Regions from separate parts of the Oryctolagus cuniculus genome. Here all the other regions are linked to region 1. Evidence: chromatin contacts called from public Micro-C data. All regions are on one chromosome and are shown on one strand. Each heading gives the region's core, a stretch centred on a gene start, on an enhancer-like site or on the middle of the called end of the contact. The rest is flanking DNA. Distances are from core to core; before and after follow the strand shown.

The links. A called contact is a pair of places that touch in the nucleus more often than the background predicts.
Region 2: a Micro-C map of ear pinna shows a contact between it and region 1, with 5 times the contacts expected there. The contact joins the promoter of SPR here to the promoter of SFXN5 in region 1. A contact is called at or near these places in 5 of 6 Hi-C or Micro-C datasets (ear pinna, embryonic fibroblasts, psoas muscle and 2 more).
Region 3: a Micro-C map of ear pinna shows a contact between it and region 1, with 5 times the contacts expected there. The contact joins the promoter of PRADC1 here to the promoter of SFXN5 in region 1. A contact is called at or near these places in 2 of 6 Hi-C or Micro-C datasets (ear pinna and an unstated tissue).

Annotation. Positions count from the first base shown.
Region 1 is chr2:129,804,701-129,808,364 of mOryCun1.1, forward strand. SFXN5 (sideroflexin 5) reads left to right here and starts at 1,878. Exons shown (of 12, transcript XM_051837500.2): 1 at 1,878-2,075. The coding sequence starts at 1,968. It overlaps RAB11FIP5 (RAB11 family interacting protein 5), which reads left to right. Exons shown (of 5, transcript XM_002709753.5): 5 at 1-138.
Region 2 is chr2:129,981,157-129,984,820 of mOryCun1.1, forward strand. SPR (sepiapterin reductase) reads right to left here and starts at 1,592. Exons shown (of 3, transcript NM_001329081.1): 1 at 1,283-1,592; 2 at 544-834. The coding sequence starts at 1,592. EXOC6B (exocyst complex component 6B) reads left to right here and starts at 2,391. Exons shown (of 23, transcript XM_051842763.2): 1 at 2,391-2,528.
Region 3 is chr2:129,648,739-129,652,402 of mOryCun1.1, forward strand. PRADC1 (protease associated domain containing 1) reads left to right here and starts at 2,039. Exons shown (of 5, transcript XM_002709745.5): 1 at 2,039-2,231. The coding sequence starts at 2,165. CCT7 (chaperonin containing TCP1 subunit 7) reads right to left here and starts at 1,093. Exons shown (of 12, transcript NM_001142260.1): 1 at 1,010-1,093. The coding sequence starts at 1,015.

The DNA of each region.
Region 1 (3,664 bases), core at 628-3,127:
GAGCTGCAGGTGGGCTGGGCAGGGAGCAGGTGAAGTTCTGCTTTGCTGTTTGTCTTCCTAGTTGTAGCTCCTGTTTATAAAGAGCTTGTTCTTCATGTTTTGAGCACTTTATGAAGAATAAAACGTTCACGGACTGCAGGTGTCTGTTGTGTTCCCATTTTGGAATGAGTGTGGAGAAAGCAGCCTTAAATCAAGCTGGTGGGGTTCTGGGGCCACACTTCCCCCTCCTTGACACCAGGGGGCAGCAGCACTGTGTTGCCCGGGGGCCTGGACTGTCTCCCAGGACGCTGCAGTTCCTGGATGAGCCTTAGCCATCCCAGGCTCATTATTGGGTATTACAGGGGACTGCGGCGGGCAAAACGATCGATTCTTATTCTTAGGCTGGTAGAGGGAGATAAGATACAGATCCAAAATACGAATTGTTCTAAAGGGCTAGCTAGAATCTCCCTCCGGCTTTTGAGAAATTTGGTTTCTTGTGGTTCAGCCATTCCTGGAAGAGGAGCTCTGACTGCTATAGCCCATGCAACATCCAGAAGACATGTCAACCTCACACCACTCCGTGAGACTAAGGAGACCCAAAGTGGGGTTCCCCAGAGTGGGGATCCAATATCCCTGCCCTCGTGGGTGCAGCAGGCGGCCCAGTGTGGCTCACTGACCCGGTGATTGAGCTGCTGCATTCTGCAGCAGTGTGTTCATTATCCGTGCTGGAGCTTTGTCCACAGCCTGCGGTTCTCCTTGTATTTAAAGTTCTCATTGCTGCTACTTGGTAAACACTACTGAACCCTGGTGCTCAGCTCCCAGTTTGCTTCCTCCCAGCAGTTACCAGAGGGTCTTACTTGGTTCACCAAAGGATGGGGAAGTGGAGGTCTCTGGGGCCCTTTGCTCTCCTGTTTTAACTCAGAGCCAATACATGATTTGAGCCCCAACTGTGAGTCCCCCTGTGCCTGGCTTTGAGGACTTAGCAGGCCCATGGTGCAGTAGTTACAACACCACTTGGAACACCTGCATCTTATAGCAGGGTGCCTGGGTTCCAGTGTGCGTGCTGCTCTCGATTCCTGCCTCCCCTAATGCTCATCCCGGGAGGCAGCAGCTGATGACTTCAGTAGTTGGGTCCCTGGCACCCACGTGGGAGATCGGGACTGAGTGCTGGGCTCCTGACTGCAGCCTAGCTCAGCTCTAGCAGGTGGAAGCATTTGGGGAATGAACCAGTGGATGGGAGCTCCAGCACTTGCTCACTCTGCTTTTCAAATAAAGTTGACACAGTGTTTTTGTTTTTGCTTTTAAAGACACGATCCTTGCCCTGTGGACCTTGTAGTAGGAAACACAGATACTGAAAACCAGAACTAGTTATACATGCAAGACCTGAAAAGGCTGGGCGCTGCGGGAGTCCACGGCGGGTTTTGGGGGGGGGGGTGGCTGATGTGTGGGGAAATGGCAATGTTTAGGTTGAGGTCAGAGCGACCCTGCGTGAGGGGAAGACAAAAGTGTGTCTTGTGCAGAATGTCCCCATTGGCTGCTGGAGAGCACAGAGCAGGGGGCAGAGTGGCGGCAGAACTGTAGGGAGCTCCCCGCAGCGCACCTGCTTGCAAACAGCCTTCCGAGATGAACCCTGCTCCGCCCGGAGTCCTTACTCGTCTGGTCTGGGGTCCGGCCCGCTTGAGCAGGGCCCTTCTGGTCTGGGCTTCAGCTGCAGGGGACAGGTCAACAGCGAAAGGTCGCCCCGCGGGGCCCGCCGGGAACTCAGAGCCGTGCGTTGCCGCCCCTCTCGGCTTGCGGTCCCCGCGGAAGGTGGCGGGCCCTCCGCAGCGCCGGGCTGTCGGGCGGCGGGGCGGGAGAGACTACACTCCCCACAACCCTCTGCGCCTCCGGCTCGCTGCGGTTGCCTGTGGCCAATCGGCAGAGGCCGCCGTGGCGGGGGCCGAGGAGGGACATTTTAAAAGGGCCGGAGATTGCGGGTGTCAGTGGCCATGGCGGATACAGCGACTACAGCACCGGCGGCGGCGGCCGCGGCCAGTGCCGCTAGCGCCTCGACCGACGCACCTCCCTTCCAGCTGGGCAAACCCCGCTTCCAGCAGGTGAGGACCAGGCTGCGGGCTGCAGGTCGGCGGGTGGCACAGGGAGGGCGAGCAAACTCCCTTCTAAAGTCCCCTTCAGCCTGAGGGTCTCCGACCCGCGGCCACCGGAGCCTGCAGCTGGTGCCTCGGGGAGCCTCGGCCACTGCCGCCCCTTCCCATTGGTCACTGGGGCGGGCGAGGACACCCACCCTGCTTCCCTATTGGCCTGTGGCGCCGTCACTCTCCGATTGCCCGCGCCCTCCAGCCTTCCCCGCCCGAGGCGCTCTGTGATTGGCTGCCGCCGGCCGCGGCCCCGGATCCCCGGCACCCGGGTCCGATCGGCTCCCGCGGGGTCGCTCCAGGGCTGTGCAGCTTCCCACGGGTGCCAAGTTCGAGCACGGCCCCGGAGAAGTTGGAGCGCCCGGGATACCTCCTAACTTTTCCCCCGGGTGGAGACTGACGCCCCCGCGGAGCCGCGGGCAGACCCCGCGCGGCCGCGCTCCCGGCCCGCAACCCCACGCCGGGTCCGTGCGGGCTGAGGCTTCGCTGGCGCCGCTGGCCGGCTGCCGGGTACCCCGCGGGGTGGAGCCGGGGCGCGGGAAACGCTGTGTCATCCCCAGGGCCGCTGCCTCTCCGAGGGGCCGCGGCGCGGTGCGGACCCCCTGTTTCTTCGCGGCGTGGTGACCGGGACTTCCGCCGGGTCGCGCCGCAGATCCCGGCCCCGCGGCCTCCGGCGGGGCTCCGCTGGGTGAAAGGCGGAGAGATTCGGCGAGGGGACTCGGCCTGCGGGGTAGCGCGGCGGCGGCCGGAGAGAACTTTCCTGGGAGAGCTCAGAGAGTCGGAAGGCCGGCGGAGGCTGTCTTCTGCGGGGTCGGGGCGGTGGGAGGCGGATGCGCTCCCGCGCAGCGATACTCCAGGGAGCTCCTGAGCCCTCTGGGAAAATGCCTTCAATGCTTCTAATCAGGACTTTTAAAAATAGACGGTCCCGGTATGTAGGTGGTGGAGGGGAGGCTGGCGTCTTACTGCGGGTATCGGGGCCGCCCAGGGTAAGGCGGCGGGGCGCCCCCTCCAGGACCGCCCCTCCATGCGACCTTTAGCCAGGCCCGCAGGCCCACAGCCTCTAGGGAACACTGGCTCCGTTCTTATTGCTCCGGGGTCCTGACTCTCCTATGTACCTTTGGCCCCGCTGTGGGGTCCTCACAGCCTACCCTCCCCACAGTCTGCCCTGCGCTCTCTGGATCTCCCCAAAGCCCCGTCAGACAAGGGCTGACCTTGCCCTACTCTTCCTTACAACCGAGGCATGAGCCCAGTAAAGGTTCCTGGGTTGGGCTTTTATCCCCTGGCACCTGTTACCGGTGAGTGGCACAACAGACACATGCTGAGTACCTGTCAGTGACTTCCGTGCCCCAGCCCTTTGCCCCGGGCACCGTGGGGACCATGGATGGGCATTTGCAGGGCCTTTGCTCCTGGCTGGTCCCTCTCCTGAGGAGGGGAAAGTGAGTGCTGTCTCTGCTGTTGAGGCTCTCCTCCTCCAGCCTAGTGACCTGCGCAGAGCACAGGGTGTGTGTGATTCATCCATGTTGGGGAATTTCTGCTCTTTCCTCCAAGCC
Region 2 (3,664 bases), core at 342-2,841, 180 kb after region 1:
ACGCCTGTCTGCTCTTTATTCAACCAACACTTACAGTGGACAGCCTCAGTGCAGCTCTGCCAGGGACTGGGGACACACGGGTGAAGAGTGCATGCTCCCTGCTCCAAGGCTGCCAGGGGAGGGAGCAGACAAGTGTGCGTATGAAGACAACATAGTGTGGTAAGTCCTAGCCAACCACGAGAAGTGCTAACAGGGAGATAGGACACATGTTATCTCATTCAGTCCTCCAAACTGGCCTGGGAGGCGGCCACATCTTCCCCACTCCACAGGCCCAGGATTCAAAGCCCAGTCCTCTCCTCACCCCTGTCCAGCATCTGACTCCCCCGTGTTTCTGCTCCAGCTCAGGCGGCTCCCTACGCTCTCTCCACAACCTTTGCTCCCATCCCTGCCAACTTCCAAGGAGTCTGTTTTCCTCCTAAGACGAGATGAGTCCTGATTCTGGGACAATGGGCTTTGGAGGGATAGAGGTGGCCTCTGGGGCAGCTGTGAGGGGCACCAGCTAGTTCTGGGGGTGGGGCAGGAATGGAGGGACTCGCCACCTACCTGGGGCATAGCTCAGCACCCTGACACTGGGCTCCTCTACAGCCAGCACCTGGAACATCATGTCCCGGGCAGCCTTCCCTGCACAGTACAGCGCCCAGCCCTTGAAGGGCTGCAGGGCACACAGCGACGAGATGTTCACCACAGTCCTGCTGAGGCCAGGACTGGCAGGAAACGCCTTCAGGATGCAGGAGGTCAGGCAGAGCATGGAGGTCAAATTCAGGGCCCAGTAGCTGTTCACTTCAGCTGGGTCACTCAGGTTCACGAAGTTTTTGGACACATCTCCAAGAGTGCCTGAAAAAAGCAGATCTTAGGAATAACCCAGGCAGGTGGGACTTGTTGTTCATTCAGTTTGTCCCAAATTTCTTCAGAGGGAAGAAGAACCTGCCCAGCACTTCTGAAGACGTTCCCTCTCTCCTCTTTCTCAGCTCTGTGGACAGACATACGTGGAGAACCCACCCACCCCAAGTTGCAGGCTGGGAGCCACCTGTCTCCTCTGGGGGCCTGTGGAGAACTTTGGGATTCACCCCGGCCGGAGGCAGGCCTCCGCCAGGGGGCGCTGTGCAGGAGCTCCGGAAGGTTCCACCGGGCGCTTTGGGAAAACCGCTGGCTGAACCGTCCGGGGAAGGGGTCGCCCCGACGGCACCGGGCCTTCCCTCCGAAGCCCTCGCCTGTCCTGTGACTGCGGCGGGAATACCTAGGATCCGATCATCCAGGCGGGCCCGCCCCCCGCGCGTCTTACCCGCGTTGTTGATGAGCAGCAGCCGCTGCAGCCCCTCGGGCCTGGGAAGCTCGCGGAGGGCGCCGAGCAGCTGCTGCAGGCCGGCCTCGGCGCCCAGGTCAGCAGGCACCCGCATTATGCGCAGGCCGGGCTGCCCGGCGCTCAGCTCGACCTCCAGCTGCCGCAGCGCCTCGTCGTTGCGGGCGTTTAGGACTAGCAAGGAGCCCGGCGCCAGCAGCCGAGCCAGCAGCGGGGCCAGCGCCCGGCCGAAGCCGCGGGAGGCCCCGGTCAGCACGCACACGGCGCGCCCCAGGCCGCCGCCACCCTCCATGCCACCGAGCTGTGCTCGTCTCCGGGACTCTGGACCCACAGAGGCAGCAGGCGGCCGCGGTGGGCGGAGCCGCGGGGGGCAGGGGGCGGTGCCCGGGGCCGGTTCCCCTGGCCGCTAGTGGTGGAAGCGCGGGCGCGCCACGACCCCAGTCAACGCGAGAGGCCGAGAGGTGCGGGCAACCTTAGCCGGGTTCCTGGCGCTGCGGAGTTCGTCGCCCGTCGCGTGCGCATGCGCAGTCGCCGCCGGACCACGCGCTCGGAGTTCCACTCAACTCCGCGCCCGGCTGGTCTCCTTCAGGGCCCGCGGCGGCGCGCGGCGCAGAGCATCCTGGGTACTGCCCGCGAGGGCCCGGGTGAAGCCAACGCACATCCGGGGCCTGCGGCCCCTGCTGGGCCTCGGGGGCCAGGGTTCCCTACGCTCTGATTTGCAGAAGCTTCGTCTGGCAGGACCACTCCCCGCTCCGGCCTCGCAGACTGCGGGGATTCGGCACCCTGGCGGAGTAGTGGTCACTTTAGGCGTCGGAGGACAAGCTGGGGGAAGCGGAGTCCCCTCCACCCATTCCCGTGACATGTATGAGATTCCTGCCATGTGCCAGGCTCTGAAGAAGCAGTCGGGAAGGACGAGAGGATGGGTGACATCCGGCCTCGCCGCCTCTGAAGCTCGCGGGGAGCGGCCGTGCATGGCGCGCTGACCCGCGGAGGGAGCCGGGCGGCGTGGGTCCCACCCTCGCCTGCTGGCGCGTCTTGCAGGTGGTAGTCCAGGGGAAACGCAGCAGCTGGAATCCTTTAACCCGCTCAGCGTCTCCACCGTGGTCCACAGCCCCGAGTTTAGGAGTGTTGAAAAACTCCAGGTGATTTTCACGTGCTGACACGTTTGCGAGTCACTGCAGTAGCAACTGACAGTAACATTTTCTGTAAAGATACAAACACCTGAAAGGTGAGAAACGTGTGGAAAAGCCCAAATCTGATACAGGGTATTAGTGGAGGAATTGGTACGATTTGAATACAGTTAGTTGTTGGCATTGCATTTTTCCTGATTTTAACCAGCAAACTGTTACATAAAAGAAGTCTTTGTTTTTGAAGGTACAGGGATGTATTTAGAAGTAAAGGGGCATTTCATCTGCAACTCACTCTCAAATGTTTTAGGATGAAATCAAGTGGATAAAAAAAGAATTGTAATATGTTAACATTTAGGAAATCTGGATTAAAGGTGTACAGGAGTTCTTTGTACTGTTTTAGCTTAAAAAAAAAATTAAAACTCTAAGGTGGACGTTTAGTCCAGCAGTTAAAACTGTGCTTAGGATGGCTCCTTCTCCTAACTCCAGCTTCCTCCTAATTGCAGACCCTGGGAGGCAGCAAGCAGGTCAAGGCTCCAGTCATTGAGTTGCTGCCACTCCTGTGGGAGATCTGGACTTAGGTCTTGGCTTTGGGCTTAGACCCTGGCCCAGTCCATTGCTGCCCTTTGGGCAGTGAGTGGGTGAATGGGAGTGCTCTCTCTCACTTTCTGCCTTTTCTTCCACTCCCACCTCTCAAGCAAATAAGTGATTTAAAAATAAAGTCTGAAATTATTTCTAAACAAAAGCAAAAAAATGAACCATACTCAGAATTAAATAATAAAAAGACAAAACAATTAAGAAGTAGGCAAAGGGGTCAGTTCTGTAGTGTAGTGGGCTAGGCCCCTGCCTGCGGCGCTGTTATCCTAAATGGGTGCAGGTTTGTGTCCCAGCTGCTCCTCTTCCAATATGGCTCTCTGTTTTGGCCTAGGGAAGCAGTAGAAGATGGCCCAAGTGCTTGGGCTCTTGTTCCTGTGTGGGAGAGCTGGAGGAGGCTCCTGGCTCCTGGCTTCAGATCCATTCAGCTCTGGCTGTTGTGGCCATTTGGGGAGTGACCCCACAGATGGAAGACCTTTCTCTCTCTGTGACCCTGTCTCTCAAATAAATAAATCTTTTTTTAAAAAGTGGGCAAAATAAATAGGAATTTCTCCCAAGAGGATACACAAATAATTAATGAACACTGAAAATATGTTGATCATCATCCGCTGTCAGCAAAGTGCCAATCCGAACCACAGTGAGG
Region 3 (3,664 bases), core at 789-3,288, 160 kb before region 1:
CCTGGAAGAAGCTCCTGGCTCCTGGCTTTGGATCAGCATAGCTCCTGCCATTGCGGCCATCTGGGGAGTGAGCCATCAGATGGAAGACCTTTTTCTACCTCTGCCTTTCAAATAAATAAATGAATCTTTTAAAAAAAAAAAAAAAAAGGCAGCAGAAGCAGCAGCAGCAGCAGCTAGCCTTACTGAGCAGCAACCCAGGAAACATGCGCTCTTGGGATCCACGGAAGGTGTCAGCAACTGAGGAGAAAAGGGGCGGGGTGGAGGTGGGGTTGCAAGCTAAAGTGAGCCCTTGAGGAACCTCTGAGACTCCCAACACATCTCTCTCTCTCTCTCTCTCTCTCACACACACACACACACACTTCTAGGAAACAGGACCTAGCGCTAATGAACCAACCATAGAAGCCTGTCTAATGTCGCCAGTCAGAGGCCGGGTCCTCCCACCTCTAAGCGCTGTACCCACCTACCCTGTGGATGCCCAACCACATTCAGCAAGCACGAAACATGCGTTTGTTTAATAACTGAGTGCACGAATTAAAGTACGAGTGGAGAAGTCTGTTTCCAAGCATGCGGGCCGACTGAAACCGTGGGTTCGGCCATGCCGGTTGTAGGAAACACGCGTCTTTACGTCCCGCGCTTTCCAAGCCGGACGCCGACCGCCTAAGCACACTCGGCCTGCACTCGATTTGCCCACAGGACCCGACTGTGGGGGACCGGGGAGCCGAAAAAGGGGTCCCCTACGTGGGTTCGTGGCCCCACAGCACCCTGGGACTTGTAGTCCCCAGACGGCCCGATCACAGCCTGCAGCCCCACACAGCCTTGGCTAACGGCTCCTGTTCCGTGCCCAGGAGAAGGCAGGCCGCGATGGGCTGGGGTCGCCCAAGCCTACAGATCGGGGCGAGGACAGCGGCCGGAGGCGGGAAAGGGTCCTACGGAGCGGATCCCTGGCCGGACGCCCCAGATACCAGCCAGATGGCAGCAGATGCCGACGGATGCGCGAGACGCCACTCACCATCATCTTGGAAGCTTATTCAGTAGCCCGCTACTCCTCCTCTCTTCTCTGTGTGCGGGCCGCCCAGCAACCCCACAATGCCTCGCGCTAGAGAACTTCCCAGAAGCTTCGCCAGGTCGTTGGGCCGGGAGAGGAAGCGAGCAGGCCACTTCCGCCACTCTATGGTTCGCTACCACCGAGTCGCTGTGCCTAGAAAGGCAGACACTGGAGCTAAGGGGGCGCTCTAGCGAGGGGCGTGGCTGATCACGGGGGTCGAGGGTTTCAGTCTCGCGTCTCTCGTTGAGCGGGGCGGGGCGGGGCAGGAGGGAAGGGGAGGCGGTCCTTTCTCGGCCCAGAGCACCTACTAACCTTCATTCAGTCCCCGAAAGCCAGACCACGGCATTAATGAATCTCCGGGAGTGAGCTCCTTTACGCCTCACAACTCTCAATGCGTGTGTACCATGATTGTGCCTACTTTACACGCGAGGGACGTGGAGCTGGCGGCTAACAAAGGTGTTAGTCACAAGCGGACAGGGGAGCGCAGCGGGCCTGGGAACCTGGCCCCCATGGCCGATATCTGGCTGCGCACTAGCCAGAGGCTCCTCGTGGTTGGGGTGCAGAGTCGTGGCCCCAGTGCCTTTCGACAGTGGGCAGAGGACCACCGGGGCGCCCGACGAGAAGGCGGGAAGGAGAAAAGCACAGCCTGATAGCAGGCAAATCGTCTTTGAGCGAGGCGGCCTCGGGGAGGATCCGGCCCGACACCGGGAGAGCTGACGGCGGCTCAAGCGAGTCATGCGGGGTTCCCACCTCCGCTTCCGAGTGCTTCCACGTCCGCCCGCCCTCGCTCCCGCCCACCGCTGGATACAAATATAAACTGGGAAACGCTGGGGCGGGCCTAGGGTGGAAGCCGGCAGTAGCTATTAAGAGTTTACACCAATGAGCCCTCAGCCCCACTTCTCTCAGCCAATAGGAAGTGGGCTAAGGAGCAGAGACGGAAAGTGTGGCTAGATGAGCAGCTGTCAGAGCCAATCACCCATAGGCCTCGTTTCCGTTCGCCAACCGGCAGCGAGAGCGGGTCTGTGGGCGGGAGGCCACAGCAGCTGTCAGGCTAAAGTCCGACGAGCTACGCGCGGCTGGCCGCCAGGAGGAAACGCGGCGCCCGGCCGGGCCCTGGAGATGGTCCCCGGCGCCGCGGGCTGGTGTTGTCTCGTGCTCTGGCTCCCCGCGTGCCTCGCGGCCCACGGTGAGCGGCAACGGGCGGGGCTGTGCAGCGGGGTGGGGCTGGCCGTCCAGCTTGCGTGCTTCTCGGGCCGGGGGCCACGGGTCACCTTGGGGACCCCGCAAGTTCGGAAAGGGGAAGGTCCGGGGTCGGGCAACCAGAGTGAGGGGGCCCTTGTCCCCGGGGACAGGAGCTGGGCGCTAGGCTCGGAGCCTTCCGCTCCCCACACCAAAGCAGATCCCCTCAACACGCCCCCGCCCTCACCCTCTCCCCTAGGCTGGCGCCGACCCAGGCGACTTAGGGCGCGACCAGGAGGCACGGAAGACAGCTAGCGATGCTGCAAGCTGGAAATATGTGAGCATTCACATACAGAGACAGGGCCACACATTGCTGCACGTGGACTCACGCCCACACACTGTCCATCCGTAGCGACACAACATGTACGCCTGTACACAAACGTGAGCACACACCGATATCCCACGGTTTACTCCGACAAGCGCATTCAAAGGCCGAGCAGGGGTGTGCGTGCGGAGGGGGTGTTTAACACTAGCCTAGAAAGGTTTCCTGAGGGTGTATCCACTCCCAGGACAAAAGGCTCCAGGGCCCAGGAGTAGGTCAGTGCCTGGGTGGTGGACTGGGACAGCTGAAATCACAGCCGCAACCCTGGCGCATAGTTTGTTGACTGGCTAATAGATCTGTGGCAGCCACTTCCATCCTCAACATTGCTTAGTCCCTCTGGGCTAAGACAACCAGGGACTCAAGTCCAAGTAAAACATTAAACTGATGCTGAAGAGGAATTCCCATATCCCAGGAAAACCTGGTTATTCCAGCAATTCTCCTGCTCAGTGCAGTGCAGCTGGACGTAGCTGTTTATTCAACAAGCTTGAGCACCTACTATATCCTAGATACTAAACAAGGCACTGGGGATTCACCACTGACTGAAGCTACAAATTTGCCATCCTTGCCCTGGTGGAGGAGGCAAACATTAAAATACTGTGGATCCTGTAAAAACGGTATTACAAATGACAGTGAACGCATCAGCTGAAAAAACGCACATTTTGGATGAGCAGAGGGAAGGGCAATCATGAGGCCGATTTCTCTGAGAAAATATCACCGGGGCCAGTGTTGTGGCATAGCAGGTTAAGCCACTGCTTGCAATGCCGACATCCCATACCTGTGTGCCAGTCTGAGGCCTGTCTCTGCTCTGCTTCTCATCCAGCTCCCTGTTAATGTGCCTGGGAAGGCAGCAGAACATGGCCCAAGTGCTTGAACACTGCCACCCATGTGGGCAACCAGGATGGAGTTCCTGGGTCCTGGTTTCAGCCTGGCCCAGACCTGGCTGCTGTAGCCATTTGGGGAGTAAGTTAGTGGATGGAAGACTCTCCCCCAACTCCTGCCTTGCTCTTTCAAAGAAATAATCTTTAAATATATATATTTATCTATTGATATATAAATAC